Linked DNA regions of Mus musculus: regions 1 and 3 are each linked to region 2. The links are chromatin contacts, called in public Hi-C maps. All regions are on one chromosome and are shown on one strand. Each heading gives the region's core, a stretch centred on a gene start, on an enhancer-like site or on the middle of the called end of the contact. The rest is flanking DNA. Distances are from core to core; before and after follow the strand shown. Region 1 overlaps Arhgap32 (Rho GTPase activating protein 32). Region 2 has its middle 26 kb from the start of Arhgap32. Region 3 overlaps Arhgap32 (Rho GTPase activating protein 32).

What was found. A called contact is a pair of places that touch in the nucleus more often than the background predicts.
Region 1: a Hi-C map of liver shows a contact between it and region 2, with 1.8 times the contacts expected there. The contact joins two enhancer-like sites. A contact is called at or near these places in 1 of 484 Hi-C or Micro-C datasets (liver) and 1 of 9 other capture datasets (adipose tissue).
Region 3: a contact with region 2 is called in a Hi-C map of liver, with 2.2 times the contacts expected there. The contact joins two enhancer-like sites. A contact is called at or near these places in 1 of 39 promoter capture datasets (hippocampal neurons), 4 of 484 Hi-C or Micro-C datasets (B cells, the HL-1 cell line, bone marrow-derived macrophages and 1 more) and 8 of 115 datasets of contacts at active chromatin or transcription factors (astrocytes, embryonic stem cells, hepatocytes and 4 more).

Annotation. Positions count from the first base shown.
Region 1 is chr9:32,242,083-32,245,015 of GRCm38.p6, forward strand. All of the region lies in intron 12 of Arhgap32 (Rho GTPase activating protein 32), which reads left to right. Among named protein-coding and RNA genes, the nearest start is that of Kcnj5, 100 kb to the right of the region's middle. Within about 2 kb of position 1,314, at least 18 of the 459 cell types and tissues checked have an H3K27ac peak or open chromatin away from gene starts, as enhancers often do. A contact at or near this core is called in liver, where this site is marked.
Region 2 is chr9:32,005,185-32,008,050 of GRCm38.p6, forward strand. No RefSeq gene overlaps it. Among named protein-coding and RNA genes, the nearest start is that of Arhgap32, 26 kb to the right of the region's middle. Within about 2 kb of position 1,332, at least 16 of the 459 cell types and tissues checked have an H3K27ac peak or open chromatin away from gene starts, as enhancers often do. A contact at or near this core is called in liver, where this site is marked.
Region 3 is chr9:32,145,193-32,147,892 of GRCm38.p6, forward strand. The region is part of intron 2 of Arhgap32 (Rho GTPase activating protein 32); the gene reads left to right. Among named protein-coding and RNA genes, the nearest start is that of Arhgap32, 110 kb to the left of the region's middle. Within about 2 kb of position 1,284, at least 85 of the 459 cell types and tissues checked have an H3K27ac peak or open chromatin away from gene starts, as enhancers often do. A contact at or near this core is called in liver, where this site is marked.

The DNA.
Region 1 (2,933 bases), core at 64-2,563, 240 kb after region 2:
CCAGTGCCAAGAGGAAGTGTTCTGAGGCCCTTTCTATTGATACATCTATGGCAGACCGAGCCGGCCACTCTGAGTACCTGGGGCTGAACAGCTCTCCAGGAGCTGTGTGCAGGGCCTGGGAGTAATCCCAGAAAACACTGTTCCGTTCCAGAGGGGAGGATGGCGGTGGGGACTGCGATACCGAAGATCCTGATCCAGAGTTAGCCTGCGATAACATGCTTACGTCTTTAGTTCTGAAAAGTTTAAAATAGAATTAGAAAATGGAAAAAGCTTGAAGAGTAAGGAAGAAAATTATAGTATATTGTAGTTTTAGCTCTGATTGCAAGTCAAAATATAAACTTATAAAATAAAATTTTATAGCAGCTAAGATTAATTTACTAAGAAAATTTTTTTATGAGTTTAGTGCAGCCCATGCAACAGTTCTCTAGACACACACAGATGCCCAGCACAGCCCTGAGCCCAGGCTGACTCACTGAGCATAGCTTCCAGTCCTCAAGGCCCTGTTCATAATAAATGTACGTTTCTCTACAATTACTATGCATAGATATAGATATGTTTACAGATATAGATATGTTAAATATTTATGTGCCGGGCTATTATTAACCACAGTGTTCAGAATAGTACCATGCTGCTCAGCTTTATGCCTTTGGGGCAGTGGGCAAGATTGTACAACCTAGGTATAAAGTGGCCACATTGTAAGGCATGTATGAATAATTCTAATGTTGGTACAGTGAAATCAAAAGATATCTGAGCATGTATCCCTGTCTTTAAACAAAACATGACTGTAGGGTCTTTGCCCTAAATATTTGCATTTCTGGCACTTTTTTTTTCTGAGAGAGGGACTCATATTATAGCAATATTTTACTAAGTGACTCATTTTCTCTATTCTGCAGTGAGTGATGAGAGTCACAGAGGTAATCCTGTTACACTTTTTACTGTTTCAGCACCTCCCTGTTGGAATGAATGACAAAGCTGACCTACCTGCTTCTCTTATGTGGTGGCTGGTGGTGTAAGAAACCAGGCAGGAGCCCGACAAACCTGTCTTCTGTTAATGTTTCACTTGTTGTCCCTAGTGCCAGGGTTTGACAGAGTGTAAGCTCTCCCAGACTCACAAAATGTGAGCTCACTAAAAGTTACAGGTATTTATAGGGCCGCTAGTTTAAAATCTGCCAACAGAATTTTCTGTGCAACTATTAGACTAATTTGTCATTTATTTGGACATCTTTAATTGCAGAGTCAGGTCATTTTCTTACTTTTATGACTCTTGCCATTTTCCAGCCTTGCTGTGGTGCAATCATTAATAATTGATAACTCTGATTAATCATTAAGAATTAATAAGAGACTCCACCACCAGACTGTTCTGTCATGTCTGAGCATCCAGCAGCAATTAAGCAAGTTTCACTCAAATCTTACAGGTTTTGTTTTTCCTTCTCTCCCTCTCTCCCTCCCTTCCTACTTCATTAGAGAAGACAGCTGCCAAGATAATATTTTGTTTTGACAAATACAGGTTTTACTGCACTATCATAAGTTCTCTGATTATAAAATCTGGTCATGTGAAATGGAATTTTCAGATATCTAAGGTTTTTGGCTGCTATTGTTTTCACTGAAGGCTTGTGCATGCACATGTGGCAGAACACTGGAAGTAAGGAAAGAGGGAGGGAGAGAGGGAGGATAGGGAAGGGAGGGAGGAAAGAAGGAGGGAGAGAGGGAGGATAGGGAAGGGAGGGAGGAAAGAAGGAGGGAGAGAGGGAGGATAGGGAAGGGAAGGGAGGAAAGAGGGAGGGAGAGAGGGAGGATAGGGAAGGGAGGGAGGAAAGAAGGAGGGAGAGAGGGAGGATAGGGAAGGGAAGGGAGGAAAGAGGGAGGATAGGGAAGGGAGGGAGGAAAGAAGGAGGGAGAGAGGGAGGATAGGGAAGGGAGGGAGGAAAGAAGGAAGGGAGGGAGGAAAGAAGCAAGAAAGTTGTTTTGAAATGTCTACACTGTAAGGATTAGTCTTTGATATACAAAGTACTCAGTGCTATTTGCTACTGCTTTTTGATTTTTAATGACAAGGACCTTCAGGTTTTAAGTGTAAAATATGATATCTGAGAGGATTTGAAAGGTGGACTGCATAAAAGGCAGGAAAAGCAAGGCACCATTAGAGTAAAGAAATGATGTGGAAACATACTGTGAGTTGAATTCAGTAGCTCTGCCTGTCTCACTATCAATCTAACCTGCTTCAGTTTACTGTATTTCTCCCTTAGTATAGCATCTCTTTACAGACCAAGTAATGTCCTCCCAAACCTGGCTATCAGGGATTTTAACTGACACTAACACGTGGCCAACTAAGAAGCCTGTGTGCTGTTTAACCTGCATTACAAAATGAAGAATGCTAAGCTGTGGCCATTGTAAGATTGAAATGGTTATAGAAGTTTATTACATAGTTTCAAACTTTTGTTCTATCGCACATGCCCGAAATAGCTATTCCTTTGCATTGACTGAGATGTCAGAGAAACTTGGTGTAGGAGCCAAGTGTTACAGCACTTGTCATTATGTTGTTGGGGCAAACACTTTGTAAAGTCTCTTGCTGTGGATGACCTTGAGTGAGTTGCTGTTTGTTTATTTTAGTTTGTAGTAGTGTGGGGGTTAAACACTTGATTTAAAACAGTCTGGTTGAAGACTGTATGAATGATACACAGACTGAACCAGGCTAGAGGTTGCCAGGTGTAGATACAAGTTTAATAAACCGGTGATGATCTTCCTCCCCTTCCTTCCCCTTCTCCTTCCCCTTCTCCTTCCCCTTCTCCTTCCTCCCCTTCCTCCCCTTCTTCCCCCTCCTCCCTCTCCTCTCTCTCCTCCCCCTCTTCCCCTTCCTCCCCTTCCTCTTCTTCCCCTTCCCCTTCCTTTCCCCTTCCCCTTCCTTTCCCCTTCCCCTTCCTTTCCCCTTCCCCTCT
Region 2 (2,866 bases), core at 82-2,581:
TTGTGAAGAAATGCTGCTTCTCTCTCTTCCCTTCAGGTGCTATTTAAATCTTTGCTTCTCGGGATATTGTCTCTGTCCCTTTAGTTTTGTGACCCATTTGTTCACTCACCAAATATTGGGAGAGTCTGTCCTGTACCAAACACCATAGTGGGCATTGCAGAAGAAGAAATGAGGTAGACATGACTGCACTCAGAACTGGTTAGATTGGCTGGTGGAACATTCTCCCAGTGTGCTGGGCTGTCTGACTAAACAAAGGACAGAGAGCGTCCAGAGGGCACAGGGCTGATATTTCAATTAACAAGAGTGTATAGAGTTCGGACTGTGTGCCGGGCACTGTTGCAGTGCTTTGTTCTGTACACATTGAGCCTATTGACTCTTCTAAGTTTCATGACATTCCTCTGAACACGGACTTACCATCACCCTGTGTTACAGAGGGCGTAACTGGAGCAGGAAGAAGCCACGTGAACAAGGTCACACTGCTAGTAAGTCTTGACAATAAAATGGAATCCGGGAAGTGTCTCTAACTAGTGTGCACACCGTGTAGCTATGTACGCCCCTCTGTATTCACAGTATTTAATAGGATTCCTAGAATGCAGTTGGTATTCTATAGATGTATGTTCAGAGGCAGTGAGCTAGTTATTACACAGGGTCAGTGAGCTAGCTGCTATAAAGGGTCAGCTCTTCTCTCTAAGTGACACTCTACAAAGACAAAAAGAGGTTGGCCTGACAGATTTCTAAAAACCTCTAAAATTCTGAACTATAGGCTCTGAACTTTCCGTCTATTCACTGTAATCTTCTAGCTTAGGTTTGGAAGAGATCTTAAGGGATCATCTGGTAGAATTCTAGACCTCAGATAGACCCTATCTGCCCTGGATGAATGAGAATTTCTCTAGTTTAGCAAGTCCTTATGCTGTCTCACTGCTGTGAACCCTGAAAGTAGCTGACTCAGAGACCAAGAACCATCCACCATAGCAAAAAGGACAAGCTACCAGAAGGTGGTAAAGGAAAGGGCTTTCCTCTTGGATAGAAATGGCTTTATAGCAAAGAATGTTTGGGTCACTTTTCCTTTTGTTTTAAAAGGCTTCAGATCATATTCTTAACTATTCCTGCTTTTACACTAGAACGACAGTATGATATCTTCCAGACCTCCGTTCTTTATAAATTTGGCTGCAAACAATACATTACTCCTGATAGCTTGCTCTAAATTACTGTTTTAGATTATACTACGACATGACACTGTTTCCCAAGACCTGACAGTACAAAGCGCCAGACCTTTGATCAAAGGCCAGCAGAGTCCCCATGATCTGACTGAATGCCAGTTCAGGTCATTATACTTTGGCTAGTCTTCTCCTTCCTACCGTGTCAGTTGGCTCCACCAGTGTTCTTCCCCCAGCACACGCTGTCTGGTAATCTGTGAATTGGCAGGACTGGTTTCTCTGGCAAGTGGTGGTCAGAGAAGGTGTGGATTGAGTTTGGCTAGCACTGACCACAGGGGTGATGAGTTCTGAAAGCATAATCAGCAGATGGATTATTTTCTGGGCAGAGCTGAAGTCATCAAGGAGAGGGCCGTGCACTCCTGTATTTCAGGATTAGATGTACTATGAACAATTTTAACTGCTTTTTTTTTTAACTCCAAAAGTCCACGATGAGATGATTTTGATTTTTTTTTTTTTACTTTCATTTTGCCAGGACAGCAACTGAACACCAAGACTGTGATCAAATGAATTTCAAGGGAGTGGGTTCAAGTTACTGTACCAGCTACTGTGCCTTGTTTACTGACTGACAGCTGGGTGTATGGCAGTTGGATATTTAGTATGTCTCATTCACATCTATAATGATGCCTCCAGAGAGGTAGGCATTTGAATACCCCATCCCCAGTTGGCGGCGCTATATGAAGTGCTGGAGAAAGTACATCAATAGGAACAGGATCTGAGAGCTTCAAGCTTCCCTTGCTTCCAAGTCACTTTCTCTGTTTCATGTTTATGGTACACGACAGGAGCTCTCAGCATCCTGCTCCATCCACCAAGAATGCCTGCTTCTCACTGCCATGCCTTCATCGTGATAGACCCTTCATCCTTCTGAGACTGCAAGCAAGATAAATGCTTCCTTTGTAAGCTACCTTGGCCAGATTGTCTTATCACTGCAAGGGAAGAGTGCTCCAAATCTGGTTTAACGTTCTTGGAATCCCAGTGAGATTATAATTGTAGTAACCATGTATTCTAGTGCTGGTCATACCTTTAGAGATATAAGAGAGCTGAGGATGCATTTTCTTCCAGTGACTTTCTTTTGGGCGGTGGGGATTAAGGCTAGGGGCAATCTAGACACAAAGTATTGACACTACATTAATCGTTACAATAGGAAAGTTTCTCTCTTGTCTGATGGGTCAGTTTCTTCCTTTATCCAAAACATCACTTCATCTCTTCACAGAATTATTTTTATTTTTTATTTTTTGAAGCATGGCTCTATGTAGTCCAGGATAGCTCAAACTAAAATGTAGGTGAGATTGACCTTGAATTTCTGATCCTTCTGTTTGTATTGCAGATGTGCACAAACAATCATGCCTACTTTATGCTGCACTGAGGAGAAATTCAACCATGGTAGACTCTACCAACTCAGCTACAGTCTTAGCCCTCTTCTCTGAGTTCTTTTTTTTTAATTTTTATTAGGTATTTTCTTCATTTACATTTCAAATGCTACCTCCAAAGCCCCCTATACCCTTTTCTGCCCTGCTCTCCAACCTACCCACTCCTGCTTCCTGGCCCTGGCATTCCCCTGTACTGGAGCACATGATCTTCGCAAGACCAAGGGCCTCTCCTCCCATTAATGGCTTACTGGGCCATCCTCTGCTACATATGTAACGAGAGAC
Region 3 (2,700 bases), core at 34-2,533, 140 kb after region 2:
GGAGATTTGAAAAACTAGTACTAAATATATTTAATGATTATACAATATCCCATAAAATACAAGTCCTGAATTTATTTTATATTTTTTATTTTAGTGAATAACTTTATGATAATTTTTCTTTTTACTCTTAAAACAGACAATTGCTGACCAAATGGTATAGAAATCCCCAAATTACTTGCCAATTCAATTAAAATATTGTGACTAACACTGTGCAAAATGCTGCTTCTTTTTTGGCCTCAGTTTCTTTGTTGCAGCGGGGCGGCATTTTTCTTTCAGTTCTATGACAGGTTGAGCACTTTCCACATAGTGCATTTTTCTCCTTTGTCTTTCTTCAAAAGATTGGAGGGACCAAGGGGACTAGATATGATCAAAAACCATTACATTCATGTATTTTATTCTCAGAGAATAAGAGTTTTAAAGTCTGTTAATACTTGTTAGTGTTTTGATACAGCCAGAGATGCTGCGGAGCGGTTGAGGCTGTGCTGGGGAGTGACTGTAGAAGTGGCTTTCTTGTCTGTTTTAGAACCTGGTGCATTGCATTACTGCTGAATGATGTTGCAGTTAGCCAGGCATCATTACCAACTGCTTTATCTGCATAGGTGGTCACCAAAATTGGTAATTGAAAGACTCTTCTTCTGCTTTAGTGGGAGGATGGTAGAGTCATTTTCAGGGGGTTAGACGGCAGTTAAAGCAGACAGGACAAAACACTGTTTTCCTATTTTTGCAGGTTTTTCCAAATCAAATTCTGTTTTACTAGAATGGGCCAATTGCCCCTATGGTTTAACTGGATCAGACTGTAGAGCAGCAAGTGCTTGCTGTAGCAAGCTATGTGTTTGTAAAGACTGTGCTGGCTTTTTACTGGAAGAAAATCCCTTTGGATTAGATTAAGCTTTGGTAGGTTTTGGCCTCAATTCCTGTTACGTGAATTCTTATCAAGCAAAGCATGGTCCCCAACCCCATCCTTACTCAACAGAACTTTTCATGAATTGATTCTCAGTGAACGTGACATGCGTTACAGGTGCCTTGCAGCTCGTTGAAGTTGTTCACCTTCAGCACTCAGTGTCACTTTCCCTTCCAGTTGTCTTCTCTACAGTTGATGAACATGGCATGTGCTTTTTATATCTCTCCTAAGTGTTGAGGCCGGGATGAAGCCATGTGACAGCTCCCTGTTCCTGTTACACATCCTCATGCAGCAACCGACACTTTCGGTTCAGTATTTAGTCAGCTCTCAGCTGTGTTTTCATGTAGAACTCAGGTCAAAACCTCATCAGAAGGCACTTCCCATACACTCAGGCATGTGCCTTGCCCTGACTGAGCTTCTCAGGGCCTTCTGCACTTGTCAGGCGGGCTGTGTGGAAGCCCTCACACCTTTCTCACTGCACAGCAGGGGTGACGACAGATTGCTCCTCAGAGGCCTCAGTTCTGTGTTGCTGTTTCTTACACTGAAGACCTTAGGCTTGCAGTCACATTAGTAGTTGCTTGCTTGCGCTAATCTTCTATTTTTATTCATTTCAAAGTTTAATTTTATTTATTGTTAATGTGCTCATGCTTGTACGTGGTGTGGTGTGATGTGAGAACAAGCACGTGTGTGCCGTGGCATGCACGTGGAGGTCAGGGGGCAGCTTAGGAGGTGGTTCTCTCCTTGCACCATGGCATCTGGGACTGAACTCAGGTGGGCAGGCTCGTGCGGAGCCATGGTCCATCTTATACCCTTAATAATTTGAAAATGAGAATATGAGCTTTATAGAAAGCAGTTTGTTTTATCTAGAAACTATCCTTGGAGGGATATACTGTTTTCTTATTGCCATTTGAAGTGATCCCTCTCTGCCTAGCCACTAACATATAATTAGGATCATTTGTTTTATTTCATTTCTCTATTTTTAGAGAGTGCTGCTTTTTCCCACTTTAATTTATTTTTACTGTGATTTAACTCATTTATGTGGCCTGCAGATCTCAAAATAGGAACAATCTGTCTTTTATTCTTTTTTCTCTCTTCCCTGTTGGTAAACATTTAAATTAGTTTTTTCCCGCTCTTCTCTTTTTTAAGCAAAACGCACATGTATATCCATATTTGCTGTTTCTAAGGAAGCACGGTGAAGACTCCGTCACAGCAGTAGACGGTAGTCTTTCTGATTGCTTTATAGCCATGATCAGTCTCTTGCATGGACACAGCATTACTGTGCTCATCTGGTCCCCTGCTAATAGAAATCTACACGGCTTCTGATTCTTAGTTACTAGAAATAGCCTTGGAAGAGAATAGCCCTTTATGCAGGTGACAGTTTGTACTCTTGCCAATGTAAGATGAAAATGGCAAAAAGAAAAGCAGTCCTGTCTTGGTAGAATGTGATAGGACAGAGATGAGTGTCTTCAGCTTCCAAGCCTCAGCCATAAGTGTGTCATGCAGACGTGTGAGTTTTATCACATAAATTGTATATATTAAGTCAGTACTGTAATGTTTACCCTATTCATTTTAATTACAATTAAGATGGAAAGATATATAGATTTAAAAATAATATACCCTCTTATATTTCTGGAGTGAAGTCAATTTAGTTATGATGTATTTTTATTGATAAAATGAGTTCGTTTTGCTGTTTTGCAACTGGCCTATAATTTTCTATTTTACTGTTGTCTGAATTTTCACCATTTAATTTTTATTTATCTTTTAATGGATGCCTAGTTTACATATAGTAAGTAACTTCT